2 separate regions of the Ovis canadensis genome follow, and region 2 is linked to region 1. The links are chromatin contacts, called in public Hi-C maps. All regions are on one chromosome and are shown on one strand. The core of a region is the stretch at or near the end of the contact, and the rest is flanking DNA. Distances in the headings are between cores, read along the strand shown. Region 1 holds the start of CDKN1C (cyclin dependent kinase inhibitor 1C). Region 2 overlaps KCNQ1 (potassium voltage-gated channel subfamily Q member 1).

Region 1 (3,378 bases), core at 219-2,718:
TCCGGGGCGTCTGCAGTGTAATTCCCCGAGTGTCCCGGAACCCACAGGGGAGGCAGACAGGTGGGGTTGGGCCAGCCTCCTCTCACCTCCTTCACTGGGCCCTGGGCTCCCCCGGGTTCTGCTGGGCCCTGCAGCAGGCACCTGGCAGGTCACATCCCTGCCTGGGCTGCAGGAGGCACTTCCTAGGCTCTCAGCCCCAAGACGGGCTGGGCCAAGGCGAAGCAGATGAGTGCGATGGTCTCCTGTGACCCGGCTCAGAGAGCACCAAGGAGTGGGAGGCGGGCGGTCATGACCCTGCCTGGCAGAGCCTTCCCTTTCTGGGCTGGCCTCTCGGCCTGCCACTGTGGTTCGGCACACTAGCATTCTTAGGGGTGTACTTTTCAACTAACAGTGTTTATGGGTGCAAATGAAGGGGTGCCAGCCTTCCAGGATGGAGGAAGAGAGGTGCAGCTCTGGAGCAGAGCTGACTGCCCGCCGGTAATTTGGGGTTTCCCTTGGTGACAGAGATAGGGTTGGCCCAGAGGGTCAGCATTCAGCACAGGCAGTCAGGGGCCCCGGCTGGGCAGGGCCAGACCACCCCAGTGGAGAAGCCTCCAGTGCCCTGCCCACTGTCGAGCACTACAGCCTCTAGCCAACCAGCCTGGGCAGTCTGGACCCCCCGCCCCTGGCCAAGCCCTATGCAGCTGAGCACCCAGTTAGTGACGTGGTGATGGGCACAGCCAGTTTCCCATCCACGGAGCAGGGTGGGTGGCCTCAAGAGCTAGGGTCTTCAGACTCTGGCCCCAGACGACTACAGCTGGCCCTCAAGGTGTCCGCCACTTTGCCCTCGGAGAAAACAGGGGAGCAGAGCTTTCCCCCGCCGGGTCCCCCAGTGCCCTCTTCCTGTTAGCGCGAAGGCCTCCGGTCTACGGGTGTTAGCGCTCTAGGTGCGCGGAACCCCTGCAGGGACACAAGCTTTGGGCGTGGCTGGCCGCGCGGGGGCAGCCGAAGACCCCCTCTAGCTCCAGTCAGAGACGAGCCGTCCGCGGCGGCTTAAAGGCCCGTCAACTGGCACCGGAGGCCCAAGGCCGAGCGCAGGCGGCCGGGCTGGAAGACCCCCGGGGGGCCAGTTGGGCCAGGCTGCACGCCGGTCCTGCCGGGGGTCGTCGCCCGCCAAGCCCGAGAGGGCGCGCAGGCTGGGGTGGGGTGGGGGGTCCCGCGCCACCATCGCCTAGCAGCCCCCGCCTCGCAGACAAAGGAGCCGGCGGGGGGCGGGAGCGGGGGGTGGGGGCCGGGGGGATGGGGCGAGGGGGCGGGGCGCCGCGGTGTCACGTTACCGCCCGCAGCGCCCTTTAACTCCGGCCCCGCCCCGCGCCCCGCCCCCACCCCCGCCGCCGCGCGCGCCCCGCGGCCTGCCAATCGGCCCTCGCGCCCCGCCCCGCCCTCGGGTGGGTGTGTGCGCGGGGCCAATGGGCGGCGGGCGGGGGCCGGGCCGCCGGAGGGGCGGGGGTAGCGCGGCGCCGGCCAATCGCCGCGGTGTTGTTGAAACTGAAAATACTACATTATGCTAATTGCATCAGGGCCCGCGCGCGGGGGGGGTGGGACCCTCGCGTATAAAGGGGCGCGCGAGGACTGGGCGTTCCACAGGCCAAGTGCTCTGCGCTCGGTGGGTGCCAGCCAGGCCAGAGCCAGCCGAGCGAGCGAGGACAGGCACAGAGGGGGCGCGGCCAGCGGCCGGACGACACCGCGAGCGAGCCTCAGGAGCAGTCAGCGGCCCGACAGCCAGGTAGCCGCCGCGGGACACTCCCGCCGCGTCCCTGTGCAAACGCAGACTCCCGCTGCGCGGGGTCTCACTTGCGCGCGGCCCCCGCCCTATTTCCCTCCCCTCCTCCTTTTCCTCTCCTCTCCTGCCTCCCGGCCCCCGCAGACCCCGGACACGTCCGACGTGTGTCTCCGCAGAGCATTGGCAATGGAGCGCCTGGTCGCCCGCCGCACCTTTCCCATGATCGCGCGCACCAGCGCCTGCCGCAGCCTCTTCGGGCCCGTGGACCACGAGGAGCTGGGCCGTGAGCTGCAGATGCGCCTGGCCGAGCTGAGCGCCGAGGACCAGCGTCGCTGGGACTACAACTTCCAGCTGGACATGCCACTGCGGGGCCCCGGGCGCCTGCAGTGGACCGAGGTGGACAGCGACTCCGTGCCCGCCTTCTATCGCGAGACGGTGCAGGTGGGGCGCTGTCGCCTGCTCCTGGCGCCTCGTCCCCGCCCGGACGGCGCGGTCAATAGCCCGCCTCCCGGGCCGCCGGCCGATGAGTCCCTCGACGGCCTCGAGGAGGCGCCGGCGTCGCCGTCCAGCGGCCCGGCCGTAGCGCCTGCCCAGGCCGCGGCCCCGGCGCCTCAGGAGGGCGCTGAGCAGGAGGCGGTCCCGCCGCCGCGCGGCCAGGAGCCCCAGGCCGAGCCGCCGCACTCAGGGATTTCGGGGCGCCCCGCGCCGGGCACTGCCGCCGCTGCCACCAACACCGCCGCCAGCGGCGCCGCTGTTGCCACCACTGCCGCCGCCGGAGGCGCCGCGATCAAGAAGCTGTCCGGGCCTCTCATCTCCGGTGAGTCCTGCGCGGCCCCGCCCCGGCCCGGCTCGGCCCTGCTTTGTCCGGCCGGCCGGGTTCCCCGGCCCTCGGGGGCCTCGCTTGGTCCCCGCCTCCTCCGTGGCGTTAAAGGGCCCGCAGCGCGCGCGGCGAGGCTGCCCCTGCACCCCGTCCCCACCCTGTGGTCGTGCTCTCGAGAGGTTCGCACGGGAGGGTTGGGAGGGCGCGCCCTGGTCCCCTCCGAGCACGATCCTCGCCGAGGCCGCCGAAGCCCCTCCTCGGGCGCGGCCCGGCGCCCCGATCGCGGCGCGGAGGGGGTTAAGCGCGGCGGTAGCCCCGGGGGGCTTGGCCGCGGGACAAGGGGAAATGCTTACACAGCGCATTGCGCGGCGACGTAAACAAAGCTGACCCGCCGCGGACCTCGGCGCGGGCGGGGACGGCGCCCCCACCGCGGCCCAGCAGCCGCCCGCGCGCCCCCCCACGCCGCCCAGGCCCCTTCTCAGACTCCCCGGCCCGCCCCGCCATGACCGGCTAGGCGTGCTGTCGCCCTCAGACTTCTTCGCCAAGCGCAAGAGACCCGCGCCCGAAGCCAAGGCGTCGAACGAGGTTCCCGCGGGATGCGCCGCGCCTGGCGCCGCTCCAGCCGTCGGCTCGGCTGAGCAAACCCCGCGCAAGCGGCTGCGATGAGAGGTGAGGGCGGCGGCCGCGGCGGGGGGTGGGGGTGGGGTGGGGCGGGGCGCCCCGCGCGGTCCTCGAGGCCCCTCTGTCGCCCCTCGCTCACCGAACTTCTCTCCCGTAGCCTCGTGCCCAAAGAGCC
Region 2 (3,635 bases), core at 675-3,174, 180 kb after region 1:
AAGGAAAGCAACCCAGGGATCACCGGTTCTGACAAAGGAAAATGTCCAGAGCACTCGGAGAATTTCTTTTCTGTCTTTCATTCTGGAATGTAAACCCCACACAGGCAGGGATTTTTGTTCTGTTGAAATCTCTGAAATTGCTCTGAAGTCCTGGGGCTCCTGTGCCCCTGATATTTTGGGGTGGGGGTACGTAGGGATGGACCTCAAGGTGTCCGGGGAAGGGGCCCTACCTCCCACACAGAGCTGTGGGAGGCCCGGAGGCAGAGGTCTGGACCGGATCCTGCTTGCTCGCAACAGTCAGAGCTGCTGCCTGGGGGCATGTTGGGCCTGCTGTTCTTCCCTGCTTCTCTGTGTGTTCTCTCTATTCAGCTTTGTGAGGCTGGTAGCAACACCTCCATCTTTCAAGTAGGGGTCTCAGCACGGCAGATTGCGGCCCAGGATGCCAGTCCCTCCCCGCCACTCTTCGCCAGTGAAGAGGGTCACCCCTGGGGAGTGGGGAGACAGAGGCAGAGCAGGCATAGGAGGCCAGAGAGTGCGGTGGCACCACTGTGAACCTAGACTCCAAGCCCCTGGAGCCTGCTCCGTTGTCCCCTTAGACTTTCCTCATAAAACACAAGTTTCAAGATGAAATAATCAATAATTTCAAGATGGTGACAAGAGTATTAAACTCAAAGCATGGGACCCTCTGAGTACAGAGACCCTGGTGGTTGGTATCTGACCTCCCAGCAAGGGTGGACGACCCTCTGAATCAAGTGCTCCAACCTGGCTTTTGGCTGGGATGGAGATCAGGGGGCTAGGGAGATGGCCAATCTGGTCAGTTTCTGAAGGTCCAAGAGCAAGCTGTTAACACCTGAAAAGACGAAACCATTTTCTCTTTCCTCTCTAGCCTGAATCCTAAGATAAAACCAGATTCCGTCACTCGTGGAGAGATTCCTGGCTCTTTTCAGAGCAGTTGAGATGAACGGCCTTGTTGCAGGCCTTGGGTGTGGGGACAACTGCCCACTCAACCCTGAGTGGAAGGCCAGGGGTAACAACTTCGGAGAACACCCTTAGAGTTCCATGTCACCAGACTGTTTTTGCAATTGGAATGGGAGGTTCATATTGCCCCAGGCTTGCTGGTAACACCTCAGCCGAGCAAGAGCTCCATGAAGACAGGGTTTCTCACTGCAGTTTTGGCAGATGCCTGGCACCAGGGAGGTGCTCCACAGACATGAAGATGAAGGGATGGAGGGAAAGAAAGATGGAGGGAAAGAGTGGGTGGGTGGATGGATGAGCCAATGGGTAGGTGGTGGTGGTGGGTGGAAGGATGGTTGGGTAGGGGAGGCAACCAAGAGACAAAGCCAGGATCCCCCTTCAGGTTCTGGAGAACTAGGAAGAGGAGGAGGAAGTCGCATACAGAGTAGTCAGGGTCCAAGAAGAAGGCCAAACACGTGGGCCACCTCAGCCTTGCCAACTCCCACAGGGTAGCCTGGGCAAGTCATGGCATCTTCCTCATTGGGTCTCCTGAAGACGGAGGAACAGAGCTCCCAAGGAAGGTCCACCCCCGAGGGAGAGGGAGGTGCTCTCCCCGAGCAGCCACACGGGAGCTCGCGCACCCCGTTCACCTGCCTGCGCGGACCCTGGGGAGGGCTGCACAGAGGGCCAGACCCTTGTGGAAAGCCACTGACGTTCCTCAGGGTCACTCTGGGGTGCACGGCTACACATCAGGGGCAAGCTGGGCGCTGAGCGCGCCGCAGGCGGGGAACAGAATCCGATCGCAAGGGTGGACGCTCCGACCGCTGGGGTGGGGGTGGGGTGGGGGTGGGGTGAGGGTGGGGGTGGATCAGCAGAGGCGTCTGGGCGGACGGGGCAGGGTGTGGCACGTGGCGCTGGGCTCGCCCGGCCAATGCGAGCCCGGGTGGCATCAGCATCAGCCCTCTCAGCCAATGGCAGAGCGCGGCACATCGCTTTCCACACCGCGGCCAATCCGCGCAGCGGCACGTGGCACGCCCGCCCCCGCAGGCTATCCAATCAGCTGCGGGGTGGCTGCCACATCTACCCCAGTCGGGGGCCACCACAGCCACTCCGTAGACGGTCGCTGCTCCTGGCACGCGCAGGAGCTCGCGCAGCTCTCTCCTCCCGGCCGCGGGTCCCCTCAGTGCCGTGCTCTCTTCGCGGCCACCTTCTTCACGAGCTGGCTCTCCTCAGGCCGCGGTCCTTGGGCCGCGCTCTGTTCAGGCTGCGCTCGTCTCCTCAAGATGCTCCTCTGGCCGCGCACTCCACAGCCGCAGTCACCTCAGTGCCGTGCTCCTCACGCCGCTCTCCCCTCAGCGCACTTCGCAGGCTGCGCTCTCCTCACCGAGTCGCCGCTCCGGCCGCGCTCCTCATGGCTGCGCTCACCTCAGTGCCGCGGTCTCCTCACCGAGACGCCGCTCCGGCCGCGCTCCTCACGGCTGCGCTCACCTCAGTGCCGCGGTCTCCTCACCGAGACGCCGCTCCGGCCGCGCTCCGCACGGCTGCGCTCACCTCAGTGCCGCGGTCTCCTCACCGAGACGCCGCTCCTGCCGCGCTCCGCACGGCTGCGCTTACCTTAGTGCCGCCGTCTTCGTGGCCACGATCTCCTCACAGCCGTCTGGGCTCGCAGTGCTCTGGGCGCGGTCCGCCTGGCGGCGCGGGGACTGGCAGTCGCCGCCTAGCTGAGGTGAGCTCAGTGTCTCGTGGGTGGGTGGTAGGCGGCTGGGTCGCCACGGTCGCCTCGCTGTGCGCCTACGTGGGAGCAAGAAGCGCGTCGTGCTTCCGAGTCAGGGACGGCGGATCGAGGATGGGAGGGGAGGCAGGGTCCGAGTCCTGGGCTGGACCTGTGACTGGAGGCCGCCTCGCCGTTCTGCTTCGGGGACCCAGGTCCGAGTCCCGGTCTCGGTGCGGGTCGGGGCTCCGAGTCCGTGATCGGATCGGGGTCTGTCCGCGCGTTGAGATCGGAATTCTGAGTGGCGTAGCTGAGTCCGCGTCAGGGCTCTGTGTGCGGGGTCCGAGTCAGGGGTCCGCAGTCCGCCTCACGGTCTACGTCGGGGACCTGAGGGGCGAGGGCCTGGGAGAGAACCGGGTTGAGTCCAGAGTCCGAGGCTGGGGCGGGGGTCAGGGTTGAGTGTGTGGTGTCCGCCCTGTGGTTCTGAGTCCAGGGTCGGGGCTGATGATGGGCACCCTGGAGGCCGAGTCGGGATCCGATTTCCCTGGAAGCGCTCCAGGGCGGGCGTCCCAGTTGGGGATTCGAGCCCGAGGCAGGGATCTCTGTCCGGGTTGGGATTTGGGGTTGTGAGTCGGAGATCGGAGTTGCGGTTAAGTCCAGGCTGGGAATCCGAGCCAAGAGTTGAGGTCGAGGTTTCTAGGTGCAGTGGAAATTCTGAGTCAAAGGTCAGTCCCGATTTTGGGGTCAGGATCTCGGGTCCAGGTTGGTTTGGGGTGAGGTGGGAGGAGGGAATATAAATTGTGGCCACAGAAGTTGTGGCGTTGGAGGTTGATGACTCGGGTCAGGGGTTTCAGTGTGGGCAGTAGCTGGGACAGTCTCACTGCCACCCCTTACTGCTCCGCTGGTGCCTTTTCTGTAAAATAGAGGTTAAGTGCCTTTCCATAGGACTGTTCTGGGGATGAGAGAGAAT

What was found. Hi-C and Micro-C count contacts between places; a contact is called where the count stands out from the background.
Region 2: a Hi-C map of fibroblasts shows a contact between it and region 1, with 5 times the contacts expected there. The contact joins the enhancer-like site here to the promoter of CDKN1C in region 1. A contact is called at or near these places in 2 of 2 Hi-C or Micro-C datasets (fibroblasts and lung).

The regions. Positions count from the first base shown.
Region 1 is chr21:65,033,979-65,037,356 of ARS-UI_OviCan_v2, forward strand. It overlaps CDKN1C (cyclin dependent kinase inhibitor 1C), which reads left to right and starts at 1,469. Exons shown (of 4, transcript XM_069565275.1): 1 at 1,469-1,765; 2 at 1,939-2,579; 3 at 3,115-3,251; 4 at 3,361-3,378. The coding sequence starts at 1,949. The coding sequence ends at 3,248.
Region 2 is chr21:65,212,942-65,216,576 of ARS-UI_OviCan_v2, forward strand. All of the region lies in intron 10 of KCNQ1 (potassium voltage-gated channel subfamily Q member 1), which reads right to left. Among named protein-coding and RNA genes, the nearest start is that of CDKN1C, 180 kb to the left of the region's middle. Within about 2 kb of position 1,925, the one cell type or tissue checked has open chromatin away from gene starts, as enhancers often do. A contact at or near this core is called in fibroblasts, where this site is marked.